2 separate regions of the Triticum aestivum genome follow, and region 2 is linked to region 1. The links are chromatin contacts, called in public Hi-C maps. All regions are on one chromosome and are shown on one strand. Each heading gives the region's core, a stretch centred on a gene start, on an enhancer-like site or on the middle of the called end of the contact. The rest is flanking DNA. Distances are from core to core; before and after follow the strand shown.

Region 1 (5,151 bases), core at 1,351-3,850:
GTCAGGTGTAGGCCTCGTCTTCTTTGGTTCTCGAACCAGGTCCTCATCATCTTCTCCGCCCGCAGCGCTCGTACTCGGATCATGATCTTCAGGGTTTTGTGCTGCCGTGAGAAGCAACTGCTTTGGTTTATATACTGCGGCCGGTCCCTCCTTTCTCTTGTAACGAGTGTTATCTCTGGTTTTTAAAGGCGAGACCACCTCTTCCCCCCCCCCATCTTGCTTGGTTTTTTTTCTGGAGTTCCTTGTCTCTTGCTTGCCGCTCTGGTCAGATTTCTGTCCCCTGGATGAATTTTCGCTGCCTGCTGGGTACCTGTTATCATCAGGAGCTCGCAATGTCGGCCCAAATGGAAGCTCTCCCTTCTCATCTCAAGTGCCTGTGTTACAGAAGTAAAGATCCGAATGGCCCAGCCGTCCACAAGAAAAACAGAAGTATGGAATTTGTTCATATTGAATTTCATAGGGATACACCTTCTTCCTCCTTGCCGAGTCAATAAGCACCCATCTCCTGAGCGGTTTGTTGCCATCCACCGAAACCTTAGCTCGGAGAAATTCTCCGTTGTGATCAAACTTTGCAATCTAAACCTCCTTATCAATCATACGTGCTATTGGGGGGCTCCATGCATCATCTCTCAGATTGTAGGGTAGGTTAAGAACCCTAGCCCACACATGCAAGCGATCGAACTTGACCTCATCTGGGCGCATGCACTCTTCAAACTCGGCCAAGATGACCGTGTTCTTGTTGATGTGCCAAGGCGATCCTGCCCAAACTCTGTCACGATCTCGCTGAGACTCAAATTCAGCGACAAGCATGTTTGCTCCAGTCGAGCGGAACTGCAATCCTCTAGGGTTTCCCCAAGCCGGTCTCAAAGCATTGCCGATGGTGTGGATATGATACTGGTTTCGATACAGGACCTTACCCGCCAGCAACCACTTCGCCGGAGCACCATCCAGGCGATCATCTATCACGAGGGGAGTCGCCTCTTCCTCGGATATGTCTAGCTTCCCCAAAGCTTCCTCGAGTTTCTCCCTCGCTGAACTGGTTTTGGTCGATCCCGAGGTCTCCTGCGTTGTCTCCGCCGCGGGTGGTGTCGCCATCACCCCTGCCGAGTCCTGGAGGCGGCCCGCCGATGAGATCTGCGGCCGCCGATCGGTTTCCACGTCGAACCCTAGCGCCGCCAGAGAGCCCTAGGTTTCGGGGATAAACCTTCCTCTCCCGTCACCTTCTCCTTACTACTCCATTATTTGTGATAATCTTTCCTTTATTCCACACGTTATGGTACAGTGCGACTTCTACACATCAGTACATCACTTACCGGAAAAGTAGAAGAAATTGGTACAATTGTCTTGTGTCAAAGCCCCAACGGCATACCGAGATTGATACGCTACACCGACTGGGAGGGGTCGAAGAGGGCAGCACTTCTCATCAGTCTCTTTCTTTCAGTAATTGTTGTCGCTGACTTAGGCCCTGTTTGGTTCATAAGTCTTAGGACTTTTTTTAGTCCCAACTTATAAGTCCTAAGGATCTGTTTGGTTCATAAGTCTTAGGACTTTTTTTAGTCCCAACTTATAAGTCCCAAGTTCCTAAAAAGTCCCTACATGTTTGGTTCCTGGGACTTAACATGGACTAGAAGACCATATTATAACTATAAGTTCCTATAAGTCCCTCCTTGAAAGTCTTATTTCATAAGTCCCAAATGCCCACTTTAAGTCCCTATAAGTCCCTCCTGTTTGGTTTAGATGAGACTTATAGGGATTTTTTTTTAAGTCCTTAAACCAATAAGTCCTTGTAAACAAACACCCTCTAAGTCCCTAAAAAGTCCCTACCTGTTTGGTTCCTCGGACTTATAAGTCCTTATAAGACCATATTACAACTATAAGTCTCTATAAGACTCTCCTTTAAATCAATAAGTTCCTGAAAACAAACACCCTCTTAGTACGACTTCCGTGACAATTAACATGGATCGAAGGGAGTAGTATTTTTGTTGTTGTTGAGAAAAATTATAGAGAAATAAGCTAGCCACTGAGAGAAGATGACAGGTGATCTATGCAGGAAATGCCACGCTGCGCGTGAAATCGACGTGGGTTCAGAAGGGCACTCAGCAGCAGAACAAGGAAAAAAAGGAAAATTAACACCAGATTGCTCAGTTCTTCATCGTTATCGCGTGACTGCTTGGTTGCAGTGCACCGTACGTACATCCAAACTAGCTAACTTGTCACGACTCATGAGTTTCTCGTGTGGATGCTGGAGACAGAAGAAAAAGAACGAATCACTTGTGAGTATCACAGTTTACAGTGTTTGTTTATGGTTCGGTTGCAGTTGAACGAATCAGGTAGCAGATCAACTGACTGGGACAGTTTTTTTTTCTTTTCTTTTTTGGAAATGTAAGCACCATTAAACTATTCAAGAGCACTGGATTGTAAGTTTGTTTTTGCGAAGATGTGGACATCAAAATTGACTAGTATTTGTTCATGGTTCAGTTTGTGTCCAAGTGATTTGTCTGGTTAAACTGGTCATGTTTTAGTTGATGGTTCACTTGCTTATACGTAGTTGCCAGGAAGCAGGGATCACCTGAGCGCCGACGTCAGTATTCTGAGGATTGGTTGGTTTCGCATTCGCACAAGCCCAATCAGTATTCATCTACAAGTGCCCTTGACTTACTGAAGCCAAAGACTCAAAGTCACCCAGCTCACACTTCCAACCTCCAAGCACCCCACTCACTCCTACAGTTTTTTTGGACTTGGCAAGCCTGAGATCTCGATGGCCATGGAGCTTTCGTTGACCTCGGCCCAACCCATGCTCCTGCTCCTGCTCCTACCTCTACTATATGTCCTCTGCCTACGTCGGAACACCAGGAAGCAACCTCACGCCGACGGCCTCAAGGCCTACCCCATCATCGGCACGCTCCCACACTTCGTCAAGAACCAGGACTGCCTCGTCGAGTGGTCGGCTGGCGTCATCGCTCGTTGCCCCACGCACACCATGGTCTTCGACTTCAAGAGCCTCGGCCTCATGGCCGGTGCCATCACAGCAAACCCGGCCAATGTGGAATACATCGTGAAGACCAACTTCCAGAACTACCCCAAGGGCGAGTTCGTGGTGTCCGCCATGGCGGATTTCCTCGGCCACGGCATCTTCAACTCCGACGGCGACCAGTGGCTCTCGCAGCGCAAGGCCGCCAGCTACGAGTTCAGCAAGCGCTCGCTGAGAAACTTCGTGGTCAGCACCGTCCGGTTCGAGGTCGTCGAGCGGCTGCTGCCTCTGCTCTCCCGGGCGGAGCTACAAGGCCTGACGCTGGACATGCAGGACGTTCTCGAGCGCTTCGCGTTCGACAACATCTGCTGCGTCGCCTTCGACGAGGACCCGGCGTGCCTCACCGACGACGGCCTGGGGGTGAATGGGCGTGCGGAGTTCATGCATGCCTTGAACGACGCGCAGATCATGGTCATGGCCCGGTTCATGTCGCCGGTCAAGTGGGCATGGCGGGTCAAGAAGCTACTCAACATGGGGCCAGAGAGGCGGATGAGCAAGGCGCTCGCCACGATCCACGGCTATGTCGACAGGATTGTCCGTGATCGCAGCGAGAGGGGGGCTGCCGGGCTGGCGCGCAAGGACGACTTCCTCTCGCGCTTCGTCTCCAGCTGCGAGCACAGCGACGAGAGCCTTCGTGATGTGGTCACCAGCTTCATCATAGCCGGGCGGGACACGACCTCGTCGGCGCTCACTTGGTTCTTCTGGCTCGTGTCCCGCCGGCGCGAGGTGGAGGAGAAGATCGTGCGCGAGATATGCGGGGTGCGAGTGTCCAGCGGGAGTGCGGATGCAGCCTTCAGCCTCGACGAGCTGCGTGAGATGCACTACCTGCACGCAGCGGTCACAGAGTCCATGCGGCTATACCCGCCCGTGGCCATGGACTCGCGCTGCTGCCAGCACGACGACATCCTGCCCGACGGCACATTTGTAGGCAAAGGTTGGCAGGTCTCCTACAGCGCGTATGCCATGGCGCGGTTAGAGGAGATATGGGGCGACGACTGTGCAGAGTACCGGCCAGAGCGGTGGCTCGACAAGGAGGGTGCGTTCCGGCAGGAGAGCTCGTTTAAGTACCCAGTCTTCCATGCCGGGCCAAGGATGTGCCTTGGCAAGGAGATGGCCTACATACAAATGAAGTCCATCGCCGCCTGCGTGTTGGAGAGGTTCAGCTTCCAGTTCGTCGGAGGCGAGAGTCGGCCAGGGCCTGTGTTCTCCGTGACCTTACGGATGGAGGGCGGCTTGCCCATGCAAGTGAAGAAGAGGGGGCCACCGAACAGCTAGGCATGTTCCCTTTGCCTACAGGCTGCTCCTCTCTCACGCCTACTGGTTTTAGTCCTACATATTCAGGTTCTAGCCAGTCTTGAGCCACCATGTATTCAGGCAGTCAACATATTCACTAGATGACTAAACCAAGAGCAAGGAGGTACTGGTGTACATGATAGCATAGGAGATAAATGTATTCCAGTGACTGCCTGAAGTGTTCAACCAAAGAGGTGCTCCCAAAACTGTTAGGCTATAGGTATGCATCGATTTCTCCTACTGCAAAAAAAATACTTGGGTGATATATAGCATTGGGGTCCTACAAAGTTATAGAATGCAGTGCTCAAGATGATATAATCTCACAAAACAACATAGCATTAAAGACTGCCACAACCAAAAAGGATAAATTACACGAGTGTCGGAATTTAGTTCAGATATCAAGTTATTAACCAAAGTACAGGGAAAAGATGTGCAGCAATTGTTACAGATGAACATGGCTGAGAACATGGGGTGCAAAAAGAGTAAACTTACAGCTGGAATACATAATGCCTCACATTACACTGTAATCAATACTTTGTCCCAGTGGGTGAGTTCGACTTTGTGCAGAGAATCTTCCTTCCTCTGTCACGTCTACGCTTCAGAACCTTTCTTCCAGCAGTAGTCCGCATCCGCTTTCGGAAACCATGCACACGGGCAAGTGACTTCCTAGATCTTGACCTCTTGGTCAGGCAGAGGGCAGCCTTTCCAGCCCTAATCTGTAGACCGCGGGGTCTGCGTGTTGTTAATCTGTTGTAGCTGAACTCAATTCCCAAAGATGAACCTGGCATACATGATGATGAAATATCATATATACTGGGTTTTATGTA
Region 2 (5,151 bases), core at 1,411-3,910, 690 kb before region 1:
TTCACAGTAGCCACTTTGCAGTGCAATGAAATCAAATGGCTGATTGAGTTCAGGACAATGAATTGAGATTACAAGCTAAAGGTGCAATGAAACCAAATGGCTGATTGAGTTTTCAGGACAATGAATTGAGATTATCCCCCACAAGCTAAAGTGAAACCAAATGGCTGATTGTGTTCAAGATGGTTGAATAGAGCAATGAAATCAATGGTTGAGATGATGCATTTCAAGCATCAGTTTTGGAACATTGCTGATCAAGTTCAGTACATCGCGACGCGCATACCATCTGCATCAATGAACTGAGATTATCATAGGAAGATCCACCCTTTTCGACAGCTCTGCCACAGACCTCTTTCCACTCAAGGGCACGCCTCCTTATCGCCTTGGTATTGTCCTCATCGCAGGCCATGAGCCTCTTAACAGCCCTTGCAATGTCCTGACTCCCAATCAGGCCATCCTTATCGGCCCATTCGCGCAGGGCCAGTCCAACCTTCCAGTCTTCAACAATTAGACGGCCATCAATCGGTTGATCAAAGAACAGTGGCAGAGCAAGCATGGGCACACCAGCAAAGACAGCTTCAAGTGTCGAGTTCATCCCACAATGTGTCAAGAAGCCCCCAACAGAAGGATGGCACAGAACCTTCAGCTGATCGCACCATGCCATTATCATGCCCCTGTCGGTGTCGCCGACAAGTTCTCGCACCCGGGAAGACTTTTCACGAAGAATCCATAAGAATCTGACACCGCTCGATGCAAGGCCTAATGCTATCTCATCAAGCTGGGAGGCTGACACAGAGAGGAAGCTGCCGAGGGAGACATATAGCACCGAGTTCACGGGTTGAGAGTCCAGCCAGGTGAAGCAGTCTCCTGGACTGGTGGTAACTTCTCCATTGGACTTGGAATGCTGGTCTTCTAGTGTCATGTAGGGAATGCAGGGCCCAACTGGGAGAACTGGACATGGGAGTGCTGACCTTAGGGAGTTGATGACACCAGCCTCAAGCTCGTACATGGTGGTGAATAGGAGGCATTGCGCGTTCTTGATGCTAGAGACAGCTGCTAGGACATGGTTTACTGTTTTCTTGTTGTGAATTAAGGGCTCCAGATCAGACAAGGTTACTGAACTTGAAGCAAAGCCTGAGATATAGTGCTCAAGTCTCTTATCAGATTTATCTGCAGAAAAGAAAGGATGACTGAGCAATGCTGCAAGCTGCCATGTCCATTACTGAAATGAACAAACTACATCCACTATAACAATGACTATAAAAAAAATAAAATCACCCGAAATGAGAACCATGTGGTACAGTTAAAACAATACTCATATGCGATACCAATTTCTCAAGCTTGATCTATGGCTCAGTTCTAGCTATTTGGACGGCCTATAAAAAAACTGCATGCAGACCCTTAGGGGGTGTTTGTTTCCAAGGACTTTTTGGTGCAGGGACTAGAAAAAGTCCCTAACAAACCAAACAGGGTGGGACTTTTTTGGGACTTTTTGCTAAAAGTCCTTAGAAGCACCCCTTGAGAGTCTTTTTCAAAAAGCCCCAGGGACTAGAAAAAGTCCTAGGCCTAGAGAAACAAACACCACATGTTCTGTTCATGAACTAGGGTCCTTGATAACTCTGCCAAAAATATACAGTAACATTTCACTGATTCAAGTGCCATTGCTTGACTGCTCCATTAATTATTTATGTGCACATCCCGACGTATTTCAAGTGATACGATGCGGGCCGGCAGCTGCATGTGCAAAGGGCCGACTGACGCGGAGCATGGTCCATAAACATTGCCAAACATGAAAATGACTAATTAATCACATGTACTCACTGAACTATAAATCAGATGGTAGTACATTCAGATCCAACACCTGATAGATGCAACAGCCAACAAATTGAATGAAATGTTGTTGGTTCCCCAATCAGTAACGTTAATGGTCCAGTAATCGGGAGCTTTATCAGCCTATCAGAAAATGCTTGGAAGAGGAACCTGACCTGTGGTGGCGCCGGCGGCCGGGGCGTGCTCGTCGACGAGGCGCGGCGGGAGGGACTCGAAGTGGTAGTAGGCGGAGAAGAAGGAGGCGGGCATGGGGAAGAGCGAGCAGACCGGGACGCCCCTCCGGTTGCCGACGCCCACGACCCAGGACACGTAGGTGTCCGCCACGAGCGCCGCGACGGGCGGGACCTCCCCCCCTTCCTCCTCACGGAGGCGGTCGAGCAGGAGCTCGAAGGGCGCCTCCATTTCGGTGGCGACGGCGTCGAGGAAGCCCGCGTGGTCGGCGGCGCGGCCGTGCTCGGAGGGGATGACGTTGGGGATGGCGTGCAGGCGGACGCCGGGCGGCGGCGGGGCGGAGGAGGAGTGGAGCAGGCCGAGCCACTCCTCGGTGACGACGAACGTGACCGCGGCGCCGCGCGCGGCCAGGAGGCGGGACAGGTTCATCATGGCGTTGACGTGGCCCCGGCCGGGGAACGGCACCGCCACAATGTGGCAGCGGCACGGCTCCGCGGCGGCGGCGGCCATCTCCGTGACGACTGACGAGTGTGTGTGGCTCTCGTCGCGCTGTCGCTGCCTACGCCGCAGACGATGTTTGTTTGGAGTGAGCAGAGCGCGCAGGTGCGGTGACTCTGGTGCTCGTGTCAGCCGCCAACGTGCGCGCGGAGGATTCTGCGGCGACGTGTAGCATCTTTTCTATTGGCCGGCCGGCCCGCGGGTAACCCCACACACGTGTACAGTACATCTTATACCTACGAACATCTTCGAGACACTGATTTCGGTTTGAAGGATTTTTTTAGGGAAGTTGTAGGAAATTTTTTATAGATGCATTTGGTGAACGCGTACAAAAATTTCGTAGTAATACTATTCATTGTCTATGTTTTTAAGATATCTACACATCCACTCTAATCTTATTTTGTGCGTAGGAACGAGGCAAAACAATTCCTTAGAATGACAAGTCCCATTCTATCAAATTTCCGTATTACTCCTAATTCCCGCATTTTGGTTTCCTTCAAACTGAGGCCCGTAAACAATGACAGAAGATTTTAATGTCACGCTCAATGCATTGCCGTGTCAACAGTGTGGACTATAGAGTGCGGTCTTTCAAAAACAAAGTAAAGAGTGCGCGCGAGGGGTCGCACACGCCACCAGTCGCGTTAGGCAAGTTATGCAGTGTTTAGCATCATGATGGTGAACTGTCAAATTGTGGATTATGACAAGTCAACTACCAGCCTTGATATCGGTGCTCGCATTTTTCTGAAATTATTTTAGGCTTTTGGACGATGCTCGTTTAGTGGGAGAAGATGTTGTCTGTGATGACTTCATCAATCTCAAGATGATATGTCGGCTCAGTCTACCAGAGATGCTCATAGAGGTAGGGTGCACATGCTTTGCATTCATAAGGGTTGAAAGGATCGATATGGTTGACTAGAGGGAGAGGGGTGAATAGGCAACTAACAATTTTTAGCTTTTCTTGACCAAATAAAAATTAGCATCAAAATAGATTGTCTAGATGTGCAACTAGGTGAGCAACCTATATGACGCAACAACAACAAGCACACAAGCAAGCAAGGGATACAACACAATAAAAGCTTGCACAAGTAAAGGTAAGAGATAACCAAGAGTGGAGCCGGTGGAGACGAGGATGTGTTACCGCAGTTCCTTCCCTTTGAGAGGAAGTACGTCTCCGTTAGAGCGGTGTGGAGGCACAATACTCCCCAAGAAGCCACTAGGATCACCGTATTCTTCTCACGCACTCACACAAATGCGAGATGCAGTGATTCCACTATTGGTGCCCTTGAAGGCGGCAACCGAACCTTTACAAATAAGGTTGGGGCTATCCCCACAACATAATTGGAGGCTCCCAACGGCACCACGAAGCTTCACCATAATGGAATATGGCTCCGAGGTGACCTCAACCGTCTAGGATGCTCAAACACCAAGGAGTAACAAGATCCACAAGAGATTAGTGGGGGGAATCGAATTTCTCTTGGTGGAAGTGTAGATCGAGGCCTTCTCAACCAAACCCTAGAAAATCAACAAGTTTGATTGGCTAGGGAGAGAGATCGGGCGAAAATGAAGGTTTGAGCAACAATGGAGCTTGGGGAGGGAAGAGGTGGTCTTCTTGGGGAAGAAGACCCCCTTTATATAGTGGGGGAAAAGATCCAACTGTTATCCCCTCTCTCAGCCCGCGCGACGCGGTACTACCGTTGCAGGGTGCGGTACTACCGCTTGCGTGGTAGTGACCAGATGAGGGCCTGTTGCACAGGGCAACGAGCGGTAGAACCGCCGGAGCAGTACTATCGCGCGCCCCTACGGTACTACCGTAAGGCAGGTATCAATTGGCACTGGAAATGCATAGAAGTAATAAATTACTTCCGTAACAACTTCCGCTGAGGTTGGAACTGTGAAAAAAATCCGGCACTGTAGTACCGGACAGACGTCGCGATATTATCGCGTGAAGGTGGATGTAAACAATTACACCCGTGCCTACTTCCGCATGCATCAGTGTCAGGGCTGGAGGCAGCGGTACTACCGCTCACAAGGAGCGGTACTACCGCTCACAAGGAGCGGTACTACCGCTGGCCCCTGTGGTACTACCGCTCCCTTGAGCAGTACTACCGCACGCCACAAGGTCTTTAGCACTTGGCTGCCTTCATATCGCAGACACATGGATAAACGGACGGTGCTCCATCGAAGCGAAGGAAAGGTGGTGCAAAGGAACAGATGTGTACATGTTGATTCCACCCTAACCTTTCCGAAGCGGACTCGCTCTTAATAGTACGGCTTTCCTACGACCCAAATCCACCAAAAAGAAACATAGAGAACAACCGTCTTCGATAGGCTCTGAGGGGCACCGAATCGTCTTGTGCCTAGACATGAGATATTTGAAATGCTCAATGCACACAATTAGTCCACAAATGCATTGTCATCAATCACCAAAACCACTTAGGGAGAAATATGCCCTTACAATCTCCCCCTTTTTGGTGGGTTGATGACAATACGTGATTTTCACATAGAGATATATAATTAGCATAAGCAAACCCAAAATCTATAAAATATAGACAGGCTCCCCCTAGATGTGTGCATTCTATAGATATGCTTTGGACTGCAAAACACACACACACTAGGATCAACACTCCCCCTATACTTTGTAGACAATGCAATCCT

What was found. Hi-C and Micro-C count contacts between places; a contact is called where the count stands out from the background.
Region 2: a Hi-C map of leaf shows a contact between it and region 1, with 5 times the contacts expected there. The contact joins the promoter of LOC123071111 here to the promoter of LOC123071099 in region 1. A contact is called at or near these places in 2 of 5 Hi-C or Micro-C datasets (both in leaf).

Annotation. Positions count from the first base shown.
Region 1 is chr3B:589,143,690-589,148,840 of IWGSC CS RefSeq v2.1, reverse strand. It overlaps LOC123071099 (cytochrome P450 94B3-like), which reads left to right and starts at 2,600. Exons shown (of 1, transcript XM_044494576.1): 1 at 2,600-4,589. The coding sequence starts at 2,759. The coding sequence ends at 4,306. LOC123071100 (50S ribosomal protein L34, chloroplastic) reads right to left here. Exons shown (of 2, transcript XM_044494577.1): 2 at 4,640-5,105. The coding sequence ends at 4,852.
Region 2 is chr3B:589,830,111-589,835,261 of IWGSC CS RefSeq v2.1, reverse strand. It overlaps LOC123071111 (UDP-glycosyltransferase 87A2), which reads right to left and starts at 2,660. Exons shown (of 2, transcript XM_044494600.1): 1 at 1,983-2,660; 2 at 27-1,167. The coding sequence starts at 2,508. The coding sequence ends at 224.